Linked DNA regions of Sus scrofa: region 1 is linked to region 2. Evidence: chromatin contacts called from public promoter capture Hi-C data. All regions are on one chromosome and are shown on one strand. The core of a region is the stretch at or near the end of the contact, and the rest is flanking DNA. Distances in the headings are between cores, read along the strand shown. Region 1 holds the start of RABL3 (rab-like protein 3). Region 2 holds the start of FBXO40 (F-box only protein 40).

Evidence for each region. Promoter capture Hi-C pulls out the DNA fragments that hold promoters and counts their contacts.
Region 1: a promoter capture Hi-C map of fetal skeletal muscle shows a contact between it and region 2, with 3 times the contacts expected there. The contact joins the promoter of RABL3 here to the promoter of FBXO40 in region 2. A contact is called at or near these places in 1 of 5 promoter capture datasets (fetal skeletal muscle) and 1 of 47 Hi-C or Micro-C datasets (heart right ventricle).

What each region holds. Positions count from the first base shown.
Region 1 is chr13:139,606,621-139,612,671 of Sscrofa11.1, forward strand. It overlaps RABL3 (rab-like protein 3), which reads left to right and starts at 2,544. Exons shown (of 8, transcript XM_021070305.1): 1 at 2,544-3,057. The coding sequence starts at 3,012. It overlaps GTF2E1 (general transcription factor IIE subunit 1), which reads right to left and starts at 2,863. Exons shown (of 5, transcript XM_021070303.1): 1 at 2,725-2,863.
Region 2 is chr13:138,901,446-138,907,452 of Sscrofa11.1, forward strand. It overlaps FBXO40 (F-box only protein 40), which reads right to left and starts at 3,965. Exons shown (of 4, transcript XM_021070277.1): 1 at 3,506-3,965.

The DNA of each region.
Region 1 (6,051 bases), core at 1,294-3,793, 700 kb after region 2:
AAAGTGATTAACAATGTCTTCTTTATAGAGTTGATACATGGAGTAAATGAGATAATATCATGTGCAGTGTTCTGCTTTCAAGGCTGGCATCATAAGAGTTCCATTAAGTGTTGGCCTTCGTAACAACTCCCTACTTAGATAAGTAATTCTTAAAACACTTTGAGAAATGGGCTGAAATAAATGAAGATGGAAGCCCTGTGGAAGTATTAAGAATTATAGTAATCAAACCTAAACTACAAAAGGCAAAAATATAAGAGGACAGGATGAATGAAACTTACAGAGACAAAATCAAAAGGATCCCATAATATATTGCAAATGGAAGATACACAGTAGGAAATTTTTAAATATTTGGGGTTTTTTTCCCCAATTTTTTTACTATGATAAAATATGCACAGCATAAAATTTACCAATTATATATTTTTAAGTATACAGCTCAGTGGTATTAAACACATTCATAATGTTATCCAGCTATCACCATCAACCACTTCCACAGCTCTTCGTTTTGTAAAACTGAAACCTTACACCCATTAATAACATATAGCTATTTGTTTTAAGCCAGTATGACTGGGAAGAGACAAATATACTGAGAAACAGGCTAACACCTGAAGAGGAACAGGTGGAAGAAATGAGGCATTCAGTTCCAGTTGCTTGTGTTTGAAGAAATACTACAGAATGTTACTGTGAAGATGTCCCACAGGTAGCTGAACAAATGAATCTGGAGCTCAGCAAAGAAATGTATGTGCCATCTTGTTCAAAATCGCTATATTCTAAAAATCCTCTTTTCTGACCACTGTGTTCTCTCCTTCACTGCCTCTACTTCCCCACTGATGCTAAATCTCTTCAATCTCTGGATTTTATAATACTTAGGTCAGAGGTCTCAAATTGGCAGCTTCTGCCACATGATTTGACTAATTTTGATTTCAAAATGTTTTGAAAATTTTCTGAATTAGTGGTCAACATTTAAAAATCATGAGATTTGGAGCTACTGTTGTGCTTCAGTGAGTTAAGAACCTGAGTAATGTCCATGAGGATATCCATGCAGGTTTGATCCCTGGACTCGCTCAGGGGGTTAAGGACCCACAAGCTGCAATACAGGGGGCAGACGAGGCATGAATCTGGCATTGCTGTGGTTAGGCCAGCAGCTGCAGCTCTGATTCCACCCCCAGCCTGGGAACGTCCACTAGCCGCAGGTGTGGCCCCAAAAAAGGAAAAAAACAAAAAACAAAAGTCGGATCCTGCATCCTCATGGATACCAGTAGAGTTCATTTTCTGCTGAGCCACCATAGGAAACCCCCCATTTTTTTTTTAATGAAATAAAAATCATGAGATATCACATAAATTTTAATTTTCAGCTACTTCTCAAAAGTGGAAATATCTGAGGGAAAAAGTGAGATCATATTCCCACATGGAAACACTCAGCTGAAGAGCAATTGATACTTTAAAAAAGGGAAGGAGCTTGGCTGGCCTCTGGAGACTTTTGAGTGTGTGACCTTTGGGGGCCATGTCTGGTTTCTTCTTTTTAGTCTTATCAGTCCATCAGTCACCTATCAGTCTCACCTACAACCCTACCCTACCTAACCCAGACCCCTGAAAGCAAGTTGCTTTTGTTTTTAAACCATATGTATTCTAATCACACAAACACCAGGCAGAGTTGTAAGAACAAAGTTGAAAGTGAATGCACTCTCTGTACTGGGTCTAGGCTCCTCAGCCTCATCTGCAGCCACAATGGCATTCTCTCAATTCCAGGAGCCACACATGCTCTCTGCTTCCAAGCCTTTACACACGCCCCCACAACAAAGGCCGAAGTCCCTTCTCCTAATCATTTTTCACATCTCAAATGACATTTCCTCAGAGACACCTTCTCAGATTCTCCCTAGCAGTTTAGAATCATCCCCCTTTCACATGCTCCCATAGCTCTTTCCCCTTCTTGGTGGCAGTGAATAGTTATACTTTCTCAATGTCTACATCGGAGACAAGGGTCTTAATCTTGTTCACCACTGATTTTCCAGTATGGATAACAGCTGGTCAAGTATTTCCATAAAACTTTCAATAGGTCTCCTCAGCACGTGTTCTTCAAACATGCCCACCCTGTTAGCCCTCACCTCCCCCCATTCACTTTCCCCACTGCAGCTTCCAGAGTAAAGAAAGGTAGGGTATTGAAAACCCTCTTCTTAAACTTCAAATGGTTTTAAGCAGGAGGTGACAGCACCAAATTAGCGATTTTAAAGGATTCTGCTGACTGCAAACTGCAAAATGAAGGGAAAGAAGAAGTGGACGTGGGGAGTTCTGTTAGATTTCGATATATTACTATTCCAAATCTGGAATAACGTGGATTCTATACATCCACCTGGTTTTTCTCAGTTAGCCACACTTCACGATAGTCTCCACGGCTTCATACATAAAGTGGCATTATCACCGCGAAACCTCTGGACCAGCCCCGTTCCCAAATGTTCGTTTCCGCCCCACTGTGACAACCACGACGCCCTAAATTCCCTCGGACTCTGCCAGCTGAGTCCAGAGGCCACACTTGACGCAGCCAAGCCAGTCCTACCCGAGGTCGCACATGGGCCGCTCCGGGGTCAATGGTTCTTTGGAGGACCAAGCAGAGAACCGACTCAAAAGAGTAAGGGGGAGGAGGACAGCTAAGGAAAAAGCAACGAAGACACCCTGAAAGGCGACGTCGAACCAGGGAACCGAGGACAAGGAACAGGGAACAAGGTTTACCAAAGCGAATCCTCGTACACTCCCACTACAGCTTCCCTCTGCGCCTCAACTACCGGCTTAAACGAGCCACGCCACTTATGCGACAAAGAAAACGCCATATTCCTGCGACCAGTTTTAGAAACCACCCGCTACTTTTAACCAGGCAGGCCAATCAGCACGGTGAGGCCTTCAATCAAATCAGTCACATTCCGATTGGCCAATGGCATTGAAGACTCGGCCCTCCATACCCAGCTCTGATTGGTCTTCAATCCCGGAATAGGCGTTAACCTCAGGAAGGAGCTGGCAAGATGGCGTCCCTGGATCGGGTGAAAGTACTGGTGTTGGGAGACTCAGGTGAGCCGCTTAACCCACCTTTGGGGCTCCCGACACTTTTGAGTTATATGAAAATCCTCCCCTTTCACTCCCTCTCCACCCATCTGCGGATGAACTGACTCTGGCGGGGGGCTGACATCCCTCTCAAGGCCCAAAGACTACACTTCCCAGAGGACTTTGCTCTGTTTAAGCGAGCCGCGGCTTCGCAAGTGTTGGGGGCGCGGAGCCCGGGCCTTTCTCTGTTTTTTTTAGGTTTTTACATCTGTCTACCAGATGACCGCAGCTTAGTGATCCTTTGTTTTAAAACATATGCGGATACTGAGTGTGGTATTAGACGCCGTGCTGAGACAAAGTTAGGACCTTTCCTTTAAGAGATTTTGTTAATTAAGGAAATCAAACGTGCGCTTAGGAAACTGTACCAGGTGCTTTGCATATATTGACTCAATCCTGAGATCAGGCCCGTTATCCCATTTTACAGATGAGAAAAGAGAGGCGGAGGGCTGTAAATGACAGAACTGGTTTGAACCGAGAGCCTGTGTGCTTAAAACACTAACCTATATTATTTAGTGAAATAGCAGGTAGTAGTAATCTTTTACGCTCAACTGGGCTTCTTGTTTTCTTTATTCTCTTTAATCTTTTCTTCTTTTTTTTTTTTTTTTTTTTGCTTTTTAGGGCCACACCCAGAGTATATGGAGGTTCCCCGGGCTAGGGGTCCAATCGATCGGAGCTACAGCTGCCGGCTCACACCACAGCCACGCCAAATCCCAGCCAGGTCTGCGATCTACACCACAGCTCATGGCTCCAAACATCTGACACAATGTCTATCAGAGCAAATATCCAAAAGTCAACTCCAGAAAAGCATATCTATGAAATGCAAAGTTACCATTTATTCCAAGTTTTTAAAGAGCTTAGGAATGGAGATAATGAGAAACAGAATGAGAGTGAAGTGGAAAGGGGGAAATGAAAACTTCAGTTCCAGTTGTCAAGTGTCCAAGGTGTCAAAATAATTTTAACACTAGGAGTAAACTGGGCTTAGCATTAAGATGAGTATGACCCTCATCTTAATTTTTCTATTTCTTACAACCCAGCACATAAGAGGTTTTCAATTAAGATTAAAGAGAACAGGAGTTCCCCTCATGGAGCAGTGGAAAGAATCTGACTAGGAATCGAGGTTGCAGGTTCCATCCCTGGCCTCGCTTGGTGTGTTAAGGACCCCAAAGAGCCTGAAAAACAGCCCGACCAAACAATAAAGTTGTTGGGGAGAGGAGATGGTTGAGAACATTTTTACATTGCCTGAAGATTAGTTGAATTACAAAATATTTTACTGAGCATTTAATACTCCCTTCAGAAAGTTGCACTTTGAAATTCTATGAACATAATCTAATTTATGTCAGCTTTAGTTCTTTTGCTTGAAGTGGTGTTGAAGTTAATAAAAGCACTCAGTTTTACAGATAAAGAAAGCAGTGCTAGTCTAAATGGACTTTGAAAGAGTATCACCAAGTAAGATTTAGAACTGGAATCCAGAGTTAACAGTTTTTGATCATATGTAAAGTGAGTGCTCTCTCGCATTTATGATTCCTTTTCTTTTGCATCTAACAATCTCTTCACATTACATTTTGTTCAAACTAGTTGATTTATTCTCCCCCCCCCAAAAAAAATTTTTAAAACCTTCAGCATAACAGGTACTGAATTAGATGCTGGGGCTATAACTGTGGAATCAGTGCGTTATGCAACAGGGTTAAATTGGCTGCTGCATTAAATGGGGAAAATGATCAGGCAATTAGTAGGTTTCTTTAAATTATTATAGTTTAGTTGTAAAAGAGAAGACACAGCAGTGCCCACTGGGAAAGTGACTGATCTTGTCACACATTCACTGATGTTAGGCTATATGTGTAAAATCAGTTATTACCTTTTTATCAGTTCTCTTTTAACAGTGATTTGCTATGTGACAGATTTGAATATACTTTTTACACTTTATCTGCCTTTGTGTTTAAACTTCAAAGTTTGCTTTTGAATAAAGGCTTATTTACCCCGTGAAAATTTGAGGATTTTGCAAATATATAAAGGGATGACTTGGGATTTGTTTGTATTTCTTAGAGATATTTTATAATTTAGTGAGAAATCCTGAAAGTTTCTCTAACATCTCATACTCTTTTGTCTTTGTTCTTTCAGACATAGGGGATGAGCTTAACACACTACCAACTCTTTTGGAGCTGGCTTTTATTTGATCATACTGAACTTTTTTCTGCAGCAAATTAAGTCATTCTTTTGATCTAATTTAGTCCTAATGATGAAAACATGGGATCAGAACCTCTCAACATTCTTAAAGTTAGCCACCATTCTTGGTACTTCAATTGTTCTTACTATTTAGGGTTCATCCCATGTTAGCTAACTCTTATCACCCAAGGCAGTTAATTCATAGACACCTATACAATATTACTGCATAGAGATGTTTACTCTGACACAGTTAAGCTGAACTAGAAGCTCAAGCATTGAATCAAGCTAACTAAATGCCTAGCTGTATGCTTCCAACATAAACCTACGTGCAAACACGAAAATCAGTAATATGCCCTAAAGGCCGTAGATACCAGTGGGTTGTGGTAAATACAAAAAAACTCAGTTTAAGTACTCAAAAATATTATATACCTATAAGTAAAAAAAAAAAAAGAATTAAAGGGACATCTGGGAGAATATTTGATTAAATTGCATGAGCAGCTAATATATAAAGCGGTCACATAAATTGGTAACACTAAAACCCAGTAGATAAATGGATAGAGCACATCAATAGATAATTCATAAGAAAAACAACTGATTATCACAGATGATCATAATTATACCATTACTAGAAGGTGAGGAAATGCAGGCTAAAGCAAGATGTCAGGTTTTTTTCTTTTATAAACTAACACAGGTGAGAAAGCAACTTCATACTGTTGAGGTGCAACAAGACCTGCAGGTTTATGGGTATGGCTGGTGGTAAAGTAACCAGATAAAAGTTGTCAATATATATAATATTTA
Region 2 (6,007 bases), core at 2,715-5,214:
AGGAGGAGTTCCTGAAGTGGTTCAGCAGAAATGAATCTGACTAGGAACCATGAGGATGCAGGTTTGATCCCTGGCCTTGCTCCGTGGGTTAGGGATCTGGCGCTGCCATGAGCTGGGGTGAAGTTTGCAGAGCCGGCTGGGATCTGGCACTGCTGTGGCTATGGCATAGACAGGTGGCTACGTCTCTGACTCAACCCCTAGCCTGGGAACCTCCATATGCGGGTGTGGCCACCCCCCCCAAAAAAAGATCTGGGAGGAAAATGTAATGATATCAGATATATGCTAATTTGTTTTTGTTTTATTTTGTTTAGCTCAATGTAATGTTAATTGAATGGAAAAGACTCAGGGGTCTCCAGTTTTTGGTTTTGGTTTTTTTCTTTTTTTTTTTTTTTTTTTTTTTTGAGGAAACAATACCTGTTTCATTATTTTTTAATTTTTTATTTTTAGGCATAAATATCTTAATTATGTAGTAAAGAAAACAGCTTTGCCAGCATTAGTCAATCAATTATTCAAATTCTAATTTAGGCCTAAAAAGCTATGTTCTGATTTATGAAATGTTTTCATAAAAGTGGCGGATTTCTGCAAAGGACTAAAAAAACCAAAGAAGAGATAACTTTGCTCATTCATCTTGATCTAACTGGGAATATTTTCAGGGGGCTCCAGTTACAGCAGATACTCTGAATTCTGCCAGAATTGTTTTCTGGAGGTTACAGTGTTTGTTCTAAACCCGTGCAGTCATAATTAGAAATCTGGATCAGGCAGATAACCAGAAATCCTCTGCTCTGGAGCTTCTCAAACTTCAGTGTGCCTAGGAATCAACTGGGCATTTTTTTTCTTTTTCTTCTTTTGCCACGCCTGTGGCATTTGGAAATTCCCAGGCCAGGGATTGAATCCTTAACCTCTAGGCCACCAGGGAACTCCTGGGCAATCTTTTTAAAATGCAGATTCTGGAGTTCCCATTGTGGTGCAGCAGAAATAAATCTGACTAGGAACCATGAGGTTGCAGGTTTGATCCCTGGCCTCAGTCATTGGGTTAAGGATTCTCTGTTGCCATGAGCTGTGGTGTAGGTTGCAGACTTGGCTCGGATCCCACGTTGCTGTGGCTGTGGTGTAGGCTGGTGTCTACAGCTCCGATTTGACCCCTAGCCTGGGAACCTCCATATGCTGTGGGTGCGGCCCTAAAAAGCAAAATTACAAATAAATAAATAAAATGCAGATTCTGATCTGGTAGGACAAAGGAAAGGCTCTCATTAAACCTCTTCATTTTCTTCCAGAGAACCTGAGGCCCAGAGAAGTACTGGGTCCTACACATGCTCCCCGAGTCTCGGACTCTAATCACCTGCTTTTCTTTTTCTACTTCACCTTGATAGTTTATTGAGACATTCTGTAGAAACCAGAGTCACACACAGCTACCTGAGTGACAATAGCCAAGGGCATGTTGTCACGTAGATAGTACCAAGGGCAAAGTAGGACAGAGCCTGGAAGAATGAGGAAGAGGTGGTGACCAAGTGTTGCTGGCCAACAAAGTCATGAGAGGGCATAGAGCAGGTATATTTAAATCACTGACTCACGCAAAAGAGAATGGGATTAACAGATAATAGTTTTAACATTCTTTGCTACAATTTTAAAGTTAGTAGGCAATCGGGCTGGTGTTAGGAAGATATTTTTAGGCAAAGGGCCCTCCCAGCATCCCTCACATGATGTCAGTGACGAACTATTTTGCCTCCTCATGCGGCTAAGCCCTAGCAATAATTATTTTATTCCTGAGCTTTAACTTTAGTGGAAGTGACAAGGTCAAAAGTTGAAGGACAGAGATTCTTTAACTGTTAACCTATTAACCAGCCAATTAACCTGTTACTTTAATTATACACTGTTACTCTGTTTTCCTGCTATAGACATATTTAATTCTAGGGAAAGAAAATATATAAAGTTAAATATTAAAGTAATCCCTTTGCCTCTTGAGATTTTAACACAACTAGTTGGTTGAGGATAATTCCCACATCTGGTCCCATAATCCTGGGCTTTGGGACTATGATTTTAGCCGTTTCACTACACCCTAAAAACTACCCTCTCCCAAATCAATTCAACCTCACCATCTGCAGTTCTCTACCTATGCTAGAGAATTTTTAATCTTTCTAGTTATTTAATTAGCTGGTTAATTCTCATATCTGTTGCTTATATTATTAGTATTTCAAATTACAGTTTTATACAGGCCAAGAAAGTACAAACTAGCCACATTGTTTAGGGGTAACTCTGAGTCAGCCTGTCTGCTTGGTTGCAGCTAAGCCAACATGCCCCCCGTCTTGCTAGGACAGTATCCAAAACACACCTTGAAGACCTTCGTGCCGTGAAAACCCTCACAAAATTAAATGAAGTTAGGCAGTTATACACAGTGTATTTAATTATGCCTGGCCAACAAGCATAATTATAACCTAGACAACTTTGACAGAGTTATGGGATGCGTCTGGCAGTTACAGAGGCAGGCAGGAAGGAACCAGGAGTTAGGGCATCTGGGTCGGTTTCCTTTTATTTGGCATTGGTGCCTTTAGCTGTACACTGCAAAGGTCAGAGTGTGCAGAATCCCTTCTGCGGCACAGGCCATTTCCCAGGATGTCCTTAGCTGAACTTTTAACTATATAACCCTAAAGTGAGGTCCAGGGGAAAACAGGAAAATAAACACTGCTCCCTTATCCTTGCCTAATTTGTACATGCAGCACCGTGCAGTTATGACCAAAGCCAGAAATAATCAATCTACACTTGAAAGTGTTTGATACTTCAGGTATCATTAATCATTTTACCACTGTCCCTCTGGATGAGCAAGTTTCAAGTTTGTAATAATTTTTGGTTTGCATGTCTGTAGAAGTTTTTCAACTTGTAAAATACTTTCACTTTTATTTCATGGGTGCATTTTGGATCAAGAGAGCTGGGGAGGAAAGAACCTTGTGTAGGGAATATTGTTAGAGAAAAACAGGCTTTAAACTCTGTAGGCGGAGTTTATGTAGTATATAGAGTAAACACAATTGTGTTACATGCAACCGGTAGCTGACATAGGGTTTGGAATTTAAAGTACAGGAGAATGACTTGCAGTTAACATAGCAAATGCCAAAGGGGGAAAGATCACAACGTTTGGACTTTAGAAAATAGAAATCCTGGGTTCTGGGCCTCCCACCTATTTCTTCCCCATCACCCTAACCGCCCCCTCCACCCAATCACTACTATATAACTTTAGAGATACCACATAATGTTACATTTAATTGTAGAAAAAGAACCGTGGCTGTTAGAAAGCAGGTCATCTCTTCCTGCTCTAAGATTTTAGATTCAAAGCAGGAGTTTACACATGGCTAGGTCTCATTCTCAGCGCCAACCTTTTCTCCCCCATCATAACTAATTTGCCTAACAACCTTCTGGCTCAGGGCAAAACAGTGATGTGCAGCTCCGTCTCTGTCTCCATGTTCACCACTCTGAATGTCCCCTTCCCAGACCTGCTCACATTTGAAAAGCTTACCTTAATGGCCCGGACTGAGTCAGCATCTGCAGCACCTGCGTCCCTCGGTTGTGAGCAAGTAGATTGCCGAAGATGGCTGGCTGTGCATCAGCTGCAGCAGAGGAGGTAGGGAAAGGAGAAACAACTTCAACAGAAATAGTTCAAGTGTTTCAAAGTTAAAAATAAAACTATATCACAAGGGGCAATGTGACCAGGCTCAGCTTACGATTTTTTCCTTTCCCCTGTATTTATCAACACTGTCTGCTGAAGGGGCAGTTAGCAGGGGAAGCCGGAAGGCAAGTGGGGTTTTATATCAATGGGTTTTCATTCCCTTGAGGAAGAATGAAAATCCTTTAAAGAAGGATCTGTTTTCAAGGCCAGAGCAGCCTCTCAAACTCCTGTGCATGTGGTTGGCAGATCCAGCTGTGCTCGCAGTGGCTGGTGTAGCCCTCTGGACAGGCTGCTGCTCTAATTATAACCATGCTTTTCACCTAAACCCATCACTGGCTGAGGCAGCAACTTGTGCAAGTGACGTGTGGTCCTGTTTCTGTTTCTCCTATTTCTTGTTATGACAAGTAAATGGCTGTCCTCTCCTTTCCTCTGTGGTTGGGAAAGGGAGTTTGTAATTCAGAAATCAGGCATAGATTAAATCCAGTGTGAGAGAATTAGAGGTGGTAGGAGGCTGAGCTATCGCTTAGCCCAACTCTCCCGTTTTACAGATGAGGAGACAGAGATTTAGAGAAAGTAAATTTTTTGTCCAAGTCACTGCTTGCTGATGGAAGAGCCAGAGGAAAGACTACTGTTGTAACTCTCAGGCCAGCTCCCTGCTTCAAAGGAACTCATTCTGCTATTTTCTGAGGAAAGATAATATTTAATTCTGGCTTTGCTAATTTCTAGATATGTGTCTCAGACCAAGTTATGTAACAAATCTCTACCTCAGTTTTCCCAATTGTGAAATGGCACATATCAAGTGGTCAGTGATGCTGTTATTTGAATGTATGGACTGAAAAAATATATGCTTAAGTCTGCTGTAATTAACAGATGCTGAATTCCCCTTTCCTCTGGATTCTTCCCTGCATATATATTCATGTAAAGGTAAACTTATTTGGGGTGAGCAACTAGAGGTTGAAAATCATAAACATTTTGGAATTCCCATCGTGGTGCATTGGAAACAAATCTGACTAGGAACCAGGAGGTTGCTGGTTTGACCCCTGGCCTAGCTCAGTGGGTTAAGGGTCTGGCATTGCCGTGAGCTGTGGTGTAGGTCTCAGACGTGGTTTGGATCCTTGCTGTGGCTGTGGCATAAGCTGCCACCTATAGCTCTGATTTGACCCCTAGCCTGGGAACCTCCATATGGTGCAGGCGTGCCCCTAAAAAGCAAAAGAAAGAAAGAGAGAGAGAGAGAGGGAGACAGACAGAAGGAAAGAAAGAAAGAAGAAAGAAAGAAAGAAAGAAAGAAAGAAAGAAAGAAAGAAAGAAAGAAAGAAAGAAAGAAAGAAAGAAAAAGAAATTGTAAAAATTTTGTATACTGATCTTTGTGTCCTAAAAATTACTGAACTTGCTTATTAGTTCTAATAGTTTTCTTAAGATCCCTTAGGATTTTCTAGATATAAGATCATGTCCTCTGTGAATAAAGATATTTTTACTTATCCCTTTAGGATTTGGATACATTTTATTTCCTTTTCTTGCCTTTTTGCACTGCCTAACTTGTTCCCTGTTTCTGATCTGAGGGGAATAGTATTCAGTCTTTCACCAATAAATGTCGTATTAGCTTGGATTTCTTATAGATGGAGGATTTGATAAGTTTGAAGTTGAAGTGTTTGATAGTTTATCCTAGTTTATTGCATCTTCTTTTTATTGCAGTATAGCTGATTTACAGTATTGCGTTAACTTCAATTGCATAGCATAGTGACTCAGTATTTTTGCAGATTATACTCCTTTATAGGTTATTACAAAATAATGGGTATAATTCCCTGCACTATACACCATATCCTTGCTGCTTACCTATTTTTTGTAGAGTTTGTATCTATTCATCCCATACCTTTAATTTGGCCCTCCCCCTTCCTTTCTTCCCTTTGGTAACCATAAGTTTGTTTTCGATATCAGTGAGTCGGTTTCTGTTTTTCACACACATTTATTTGTATTATTTTTTGGATTCCACATATAAGTCATATCTTATAGTATCTGTCTTTTTCTGCCCGACTCATTTCACTAAGAATAATATTCTCTGGGTCCATCCCTATTGCTGCAAGTGGCAGTGTTTCATTTTGTGTGTACACCAAATCCTCTTAATCCAATCAAATCTAGATAAGCACTTGGGTTGCCTCAGGTCTTGACTGTTGTGATTAGTGCTGCTGTGAACATAGGAGTGCATGTATCTTTTCAAATTGTTTTTGTTTTTTTCCAGATATGAATGTTGACATGGAGGTGCTGGATCATATGGTAGTTCAACTTTTAGTTTTTTGAGGAATCTCTGTACTGTTTCCAACAGTGGCTACACAAATTTACATTCCCACCAACAGT